2 separate regions of the Macaca mulatta genome follow, and region 1 is linked to region 2. A link is a contact called in public Hi-C data. All regions are on one chromosome and are shown on one strand. Each heading gives the region's core, a stretch centred on a gene start, on an enhancer-like site or on the middle of the called end of the contact. The rest is flanking DNA. Distances are from core to core; before and after follow the strand shown.

Region 1 (3,040 bases), core at 518-3,017, 53 kb after region 2:
AATGAGCAGTGAGGACGACCAGAGGTCACTTTTGTCGCTATCTTGGTTTTGGCTTCTTTACTGTATCTTGTTTTATCAGCTGGGTCTTTGTGACCTGAATCTTGTGCTGACCTCCTATCTCATCCTGTGAGTAAGAATGCCTAACCTCCTGGGAATGCAGCCCAGCAGGTATCCACCTCATTTTACTTAGTCCCTACTCAAGATGAAGTCACTCTGGATTGAACACCTCTGATAAAAGAACCACTCAGCACCCCAGCTCCATTTTCCAAATCATCCAATCAAGCCTCAGATCCTAACACCTCCTTATTGAGTCTTCTCATGGTTTCCCGTGGTGTGCGTTCCCCTGTCTTAGTCCATCTGGGCTGCTATAACAGAATAACTGAGATTGGGTAATTAATAAAGATACAGATTTATTTCTTACAGTTCTAGAGGCTGAAAATTCCAAGATCAAGGGCTCCACATCTTATGGGGACTTTGTGTTCTGTCGTCCAATGGAGGAAGGTAAATGTGCAGGAGAGTGCAAAAGTGAAAGAGCAATAGACAGAAATCGAAACCTTAAGCCCTTTCATAATTGGCATTAATCCATTCAAGTCCTTTCATAATTGGCATTAATCCATTCATGAGGGTGGACCCCTCCCATAGGCCCCATCTCCCAACACTGTTACATTGGGCATTAAATTTCCAACACATGCTTTTCGGGGGATATATTCAAACCATAGCATCCCTCTTGCTGCAATTAATAATAAACAAAATTGTTCAATTACTGGTGTGTTCCTGGTCTTAAAAGTTTTTGACTTGTTCTAAAAGACACATCAACCAATGACAATGTATAAATTTAATTTTGATTCTTATTTTAACAAATGAACAGTAGGAAAATAAGTAGTTATTGAGACATTTGAACACTATTTAATACTAAGCAATTACTATTTTTTAAAGGTGAGATAATGATACTGTGGTCATTTTTTTTTTCAAACAATAGTTCTTTTTTAGAGATATGTGCTTAAATAATTGTAAGCCAGGCATAGTTGCCTGTGCCTGTGTTCCTAACCACTTGGGAAGCTGAGGCAGGATTGCTTGAGCCCAGGGGTGTGAGGCTGCAGTGAGCTATCATCATGCTACTGCACTTCAGCCTGGGTGACAGTGAGACCGTGTTTAAATATATAGAGATGAAATGATATGACGTCTGAGATTTGCTTCCAAATATGCCCAGGAAGGGAAGAAGTGTTTAGAGATATAGACAAATCAAGAACGTCAAAATGTTAGTAACTGTTAAAGCTTGCTAAGGTAGTTACTCTATTTTTGTATAATATACGTTTGGAATTGTTCAAAGGTTTCTTAAAACTTATGTTTAATATTCTTTTAGGAGAAAGCAATATTGTAAGATCAAAGAAAAGGCCATAAACAGGGCACCCCAAAAATTTCAGCATTACCATTCTGAGGGTCAGGAGTCTCCTCCCTCCTATCCGCCAACACTTGAATCAGGGCTGTCAAGTAGGTGTTTCCAAGTGTCTCAGGCAGATAAATGGATAAATTGCAAAACTGGATATAGAACTCAAATCTGCCTCATACATGGGCCCTGTGACACCCCACCAGCTCCTTTGCTCCCTCTCTTCCTTTCTTATGCCGTCCCAGAGTCTTGCACACTACCAAGATGGTGGTGAGTCAGGACAGTAAAACAGGTCGGCTCTTCACTCCAGTAGTGCGCGCAGGCGCCGGGCCGCGCAGGCGCATTACTGCTCCCCTCCCCCGACCTTGGCTGATCGCGCCTGCGCAGTGGGGAGCAGCTCGCGCCTGGGCTTTGGGCTGGCTGCAGTCTTAGTCTGAGGGCGGCCGAAGCGGCTGGCTCAATTAAGATGAGGCTTCTGCTGCTTCTCCTAGTGGCGGCGTCGGCGATGGTCCGGAGCGAGGCCTCGGCCAATCTGGGCGGCGTGCCCAGCAAGAGATTAAAGATGCAGTACGCCACGGGGCCGCTGCTCAAGTTCCAGATTTGGTGAGTATGTGCAGTGGGCCCCGGCCACCCCGCCGCGCCTGTGCTCGGCGCCGCTGGGTACGCGAGGCCCCGGCTTCGCGGCCTAGCTGGCTGCATCTTCGCTGGCCTCGCAGAACGGTGCGGGAGCCCTTCCACAGACAACCTTCTCGCGGGCCCTTTTAGAGCGGTCAGGCCGCCCTCCTTTTCCAGGTACAACTGCTCACTTGATTTTTGCCTCCTAGAACAGTGGGAGTGGGGAAAGAGGGCGCGAGAAGGTTAAACGCTGAAAGGCGAAGACGGGGGGACACCTGTTAGTACGGAGGACCTGTCGGCGGCGTCACGCCATAGCCACCCCGACTGCCTGCGGAGATGGGGATGAGTAGGCGCCGCGTCAGCGGAGGAGCGCCAAGCATTTGTCAGTTCACTTTTCCTGCCTTCTTTTCCGGGGTTATGTTGGGCGGCCTCGCTCCCTGGCTAGGTGAAGGTTAATTCGGGTCGTTGGAGAGGATCCGGGAGTGACAGACGCCGTTTTTCTCCAGGACTTGCTGGGGGGACTGTTGAGTTTGCGAATGGGGCGTCTGACAGCTGGAGGGCGTGAAGGGGAGGTCTGGGGATGCTGGTTCTGTTTGCCATTTCCAAAGTGTCAGAAAAGGAGCACGTTGTTCTTCTAAACTTTGACAGTTCGCTCGCATTCACCCCTCACCTGCCTCCCAGGAGTTGCCTGCTCTGGCATCTCGTTCTACCTTTCAGTTGTCTTGTGTATTCACAGAAAAGATCTCGGCAGTTTTCGACAGTGTTCTTTAAATTATTTTGTTTTTAACCTAATCGTTAGGAACAGGGCAATGATGCCTTTTATACGGTAAGGGAGGTTGCGGGTGGGGATTGAAAAGCTCCAAAGATTGGGGGAAAAAACACCAAAATTGTAAAATTATAGAAATGAGAATCTTAAACCCCCAAAGATGACATTTTCTCAGGATAAACTGACCATCCCAGGATAGCCAGATTAGTAAATCATCAGAGTCCTGATACATCGGAATGCTGGTGTTGGCCATCATTCACTTAAACCCTTCT
Region 2 (3,261 bases), core at 48-2,547:
ATTAAGCTAGGAGAAGTTTCTGGAGCACTACCCTCTGTGCATATGTGGAACAAGTAATTTGGTTCAGATGAAACAGAATTATGTGGAGTCCTCTGCAGGTGGGTTGAGAACTACGCAGGTAGGACTCACTACTGACCGGTCACCACGTCATCCCAAACCCTTTCAACCCAAGACTCTACCTGATGGGAGCCCGCAAGACACTTACCAGAGCCACAGACAACAAAAATGAAGAGAGCCAATAACCAGGGTCCTACAGACGCCTTCTCTTCGGGGGCATTTCTCTGCAAAAGCGAAAATCCACCATTTCAGATGCAGACAAACCACTCGGACCCCAGGCTCCCACAGCCCCGGTGGCCGGTCCCCTCACCCACAGGTCTCCCCTTCGGTTCCCGAGCCCCTACAGTCTGGCGGCTCGCAGACTCGGGCCCCTACCCCTCCACAGCACAGCCCACAGTCGACCGGATCCGGGAGAAAACGCGACGCGGCCCCAGGGACCCCGACTGTGCCCCGGCTGCGGAACGCAGAGGGGCGACCGCTCTTTCCTTACCGAGGTCTTGGCGACGTTGCCGCGCTGGGTGATGTTCTTGCTGTGCTTCTCGTTGGCCATACGGATCCTCTGCTTGGCGACCATCTTCGCGGCGCCACCACCTGCCCCGGCCACCCCTCGGACTCGCTCGCTCGCCTGCCTCCTCTCGAGCCGCTGCGAGGCTCGGCTCGTGGTGCCCGCGCCGCCGGAGCGCCGAGGTTCTCAGGCCAGGCGCTGGCTACGGCCGCTGGGCCTGGGCGCGGCAAGCGCGGGGACTGAGCACAAGCCGGGCGCCGGTCGCCGACTGACTGGCCAAGCCTGGCGGGTGCACGGGAGGAAGATAACTGGCCGCCGGGTCGTTCTCGCACCGCAGTCGCCGCCGCTTTGGCCGCCGCCGGGAGCGCGGAGTGAAAGAGGAAGGAAACGCAACGCAACAACGGGAATGTGCAGCCCGCCGCCTCGATCTACTTTGGGTTCGGCTGCCAACGTCAGCACTAGGTGGGCTCCGCCCCGCGGAAGTGCGCGCCCCTCCTGCTAGAGAAGGAGGGCGAAAGCAGACGCACCCGCCCCAGTCCAGCCCTCCCAAGCTCGGTCAAGCGTCGCCCCAGATCTGTGCTTGCGCGTTCGGGCGCCTCTTCCGCGTCACTCCGCAACCGGAAGTGAATTGGCCCCGAGGCTGATGGCTCCGGAAACACCAGCTCGCTGTTTCCACGCAGGAGGAGACGTGTAGGGGCCGGGTTCGGCCCTCGTGAACTCTCACCCGAGCGGTTTCTTTTTCCGGGACAACATGGCGCCGTCCACGCCGCTCTTGACAGGTGAGTTCTGAAGAAGCAAGGGACTCTCTTTCTTCAGACTAGTTTCTTATTTTTGTCTTTGTCTTTGAGAACTACCCGAGGAGCCCGAAAAGTCTGATCTGCCTTTTCCTGTGGCTTGCGGAAAGGCCAGACTATCTCTTGGCTTTCTTGATATAGCGTGGCAGTCGGAAGTGAAGTCTCCGCCTCTGGGCTTTCGTATTCCCCCTCCCTTTCACTGATCCATCATTCTTGCCTGCGGATTCATCTTCTACAGGATAGAAGAAGGGGGAGAAAAACAGAATGTGCTAGTTGAATTTGTGACACTTGGGTCTGCAATACTGGTGTTACACGGGCCCTTGTGAAGTCATTTAGCTCTACAGTAAGGACAAAGACAAACAGAGTTAGTCCACTAGAATGACCACGCACATTAAATACACCTGGACTTAAGTAATTCCAAATTCTGGCCTGCCTTCCTTAATGGGGTTTGTAGTACTGAATAGGGAGAGTGGAGCTGTAATGCAGATTTCAAATGATGAAGGTGGGGTTGGAAGAGGATATAGCAGTGAGCATGATAGAGATATTCTAGCAACATTTTATTTTGAAATGGTTATGAGCATATTAAAAGTAGAACATTAGAGGACTTTTGAAATTTTGAAGCTGAAGACAGAGTGTGTAGTGTTGAAGAAGATAATAAACTTAGATTGGACAATGCTGGGGAAGTTGCTTTACTAGGTTGTGGCTAGGAGTATTTGCATGTGAGTATTATGTAAGGGAAAGAATTGGGAAGGAAAAGAAGGCTTTGGTTAAGTTCTGGTAACTATACAGAAGCAAAAAAGTCATTAAGAGAAACGTCTGCATTTGAGGAGGAAGGCCATTTCCTCCCTTTTCCCCCATCCCCTGAAAGGAACCTTAAGGGCCGGGCGCAGTGGCTCACGCCTGTAATCCCAGCACTTTGGGAGGCGGAGGTGGGCAGATCACGAGGTCAGGAGATCGAGACCACCCTCGCTAACATGGTGAAACTCCGTCTCTACTAAAAATACAAAAAAATTTAGCCGGACGTGGTGGCGGGCGCTTGTAATCCCAGCTACTTGGGAGGCTGAGGCAGGAGAATTGCTTGAACCCGGGAGGCGGAGGTTGCAATGAGCCAAGATCGCGCCACTGCATTCCAGCCTGGGCGACAGAGCGAGACTGTCTCATAAAAAGAAAGAAAGAAAGAAACCTTAAAACATTTTTGCACTTTTTGCCAGTCTACGTTTCTATTTCTACATTTTAAAATCTTTATTATTAAGCACCATGCCCACTGATAGTCTGTCTTCTACAGTTTAGTCATCATTTATCAAACGCTGGCTATAATGTGCTAGGTAATATGCTAGGCAGAGACTGTTGGGCAAAGTTACATAATAAATTTTTTTTAGGTTCGTAAAGGTAGCTTGTTATTCACAATTTTTAATACTAAATTCTTATTTGAACTCTAATGAAAACAATACGACATTTAAAAATCTGATAAATAACCTCTCCTTTAAAAATGCCTACAGTAGTTAGTTCCTCACTGCTTACAGGGTAAATTCCATCCCACGTAGCATAGGGTATGTAACCATTTATAATCCTTGAATTGCTCTTGAGACTCATTTATTTCCTTGCTATCCCATCCTATTTTGTACTCCATCAATACTGAACTGCTTGTGAGTACCTTTGAACAACCTGTTTCTTCAGTCTAGTACTATCCTATGCCTCTAGTTGATTTGGCAAACTCTTTATCATCTGTTGAAATTAAAATTCATTTTAGATATCATTGCTCTGTGAAGCCTTTCCTCACGCTACCCAGATAGAGTCAGTCACTTCCTGGGCTATTTTTGTACCTTAAGTATATTTGAAATTTTGTTTCACTTGCTAAGTAGGATAATTAGACATTCACTTGCCTTTCTCCCCTGCTAGACTGTG

Evidence for each region. A called contact is a pair of places that touch in the nucleus more often than the background predicts.
Region 1: a contact with region 2 is called in a Hi-C map of liver, with 1.9 times the contacts expected there. The contact joins the promoter of SELENOT here to the promoter of EIF2A in region 2. A contact is called at or near these places in 4 of 14 Hi-C or Micro-C datasets (CD4 T cells, blood, fetal cortex germinal zone and 1 more).

What each region holds. Positions count from the first base shown.
Region 1 is chr2:53,625,484-53,628,523 of T2T-MMU8v2.0, forward strand. SELENOT (selenoprotein T) reads left to right here and starts at 1,768. Exons shown (of 6, transcript NM_001159414.2): 1 at 1,768-1,990. The coding sequence starts at 1,854.
Region 2 is chr2:53,572,910-53,576,170 of T2T-MMU8v2.0, forward strand. It overlaps EIF2A (eukaryotic translation initiation factor 2A), which reads left to right and starts at 1,298. Exons shown (of 14, transcript XM_015131799.3): 1 at 1,298-1,341. The coding sequence starts at 1,314. SERP1 (stress associated endoplasmic reticulum protein 1) reads right to left here and starts at 1,022. Exons shown (of 3, transcript XM_015131801.3): 1 at 548-1,022; 2 at 206-281. The coding sequence starts at 631.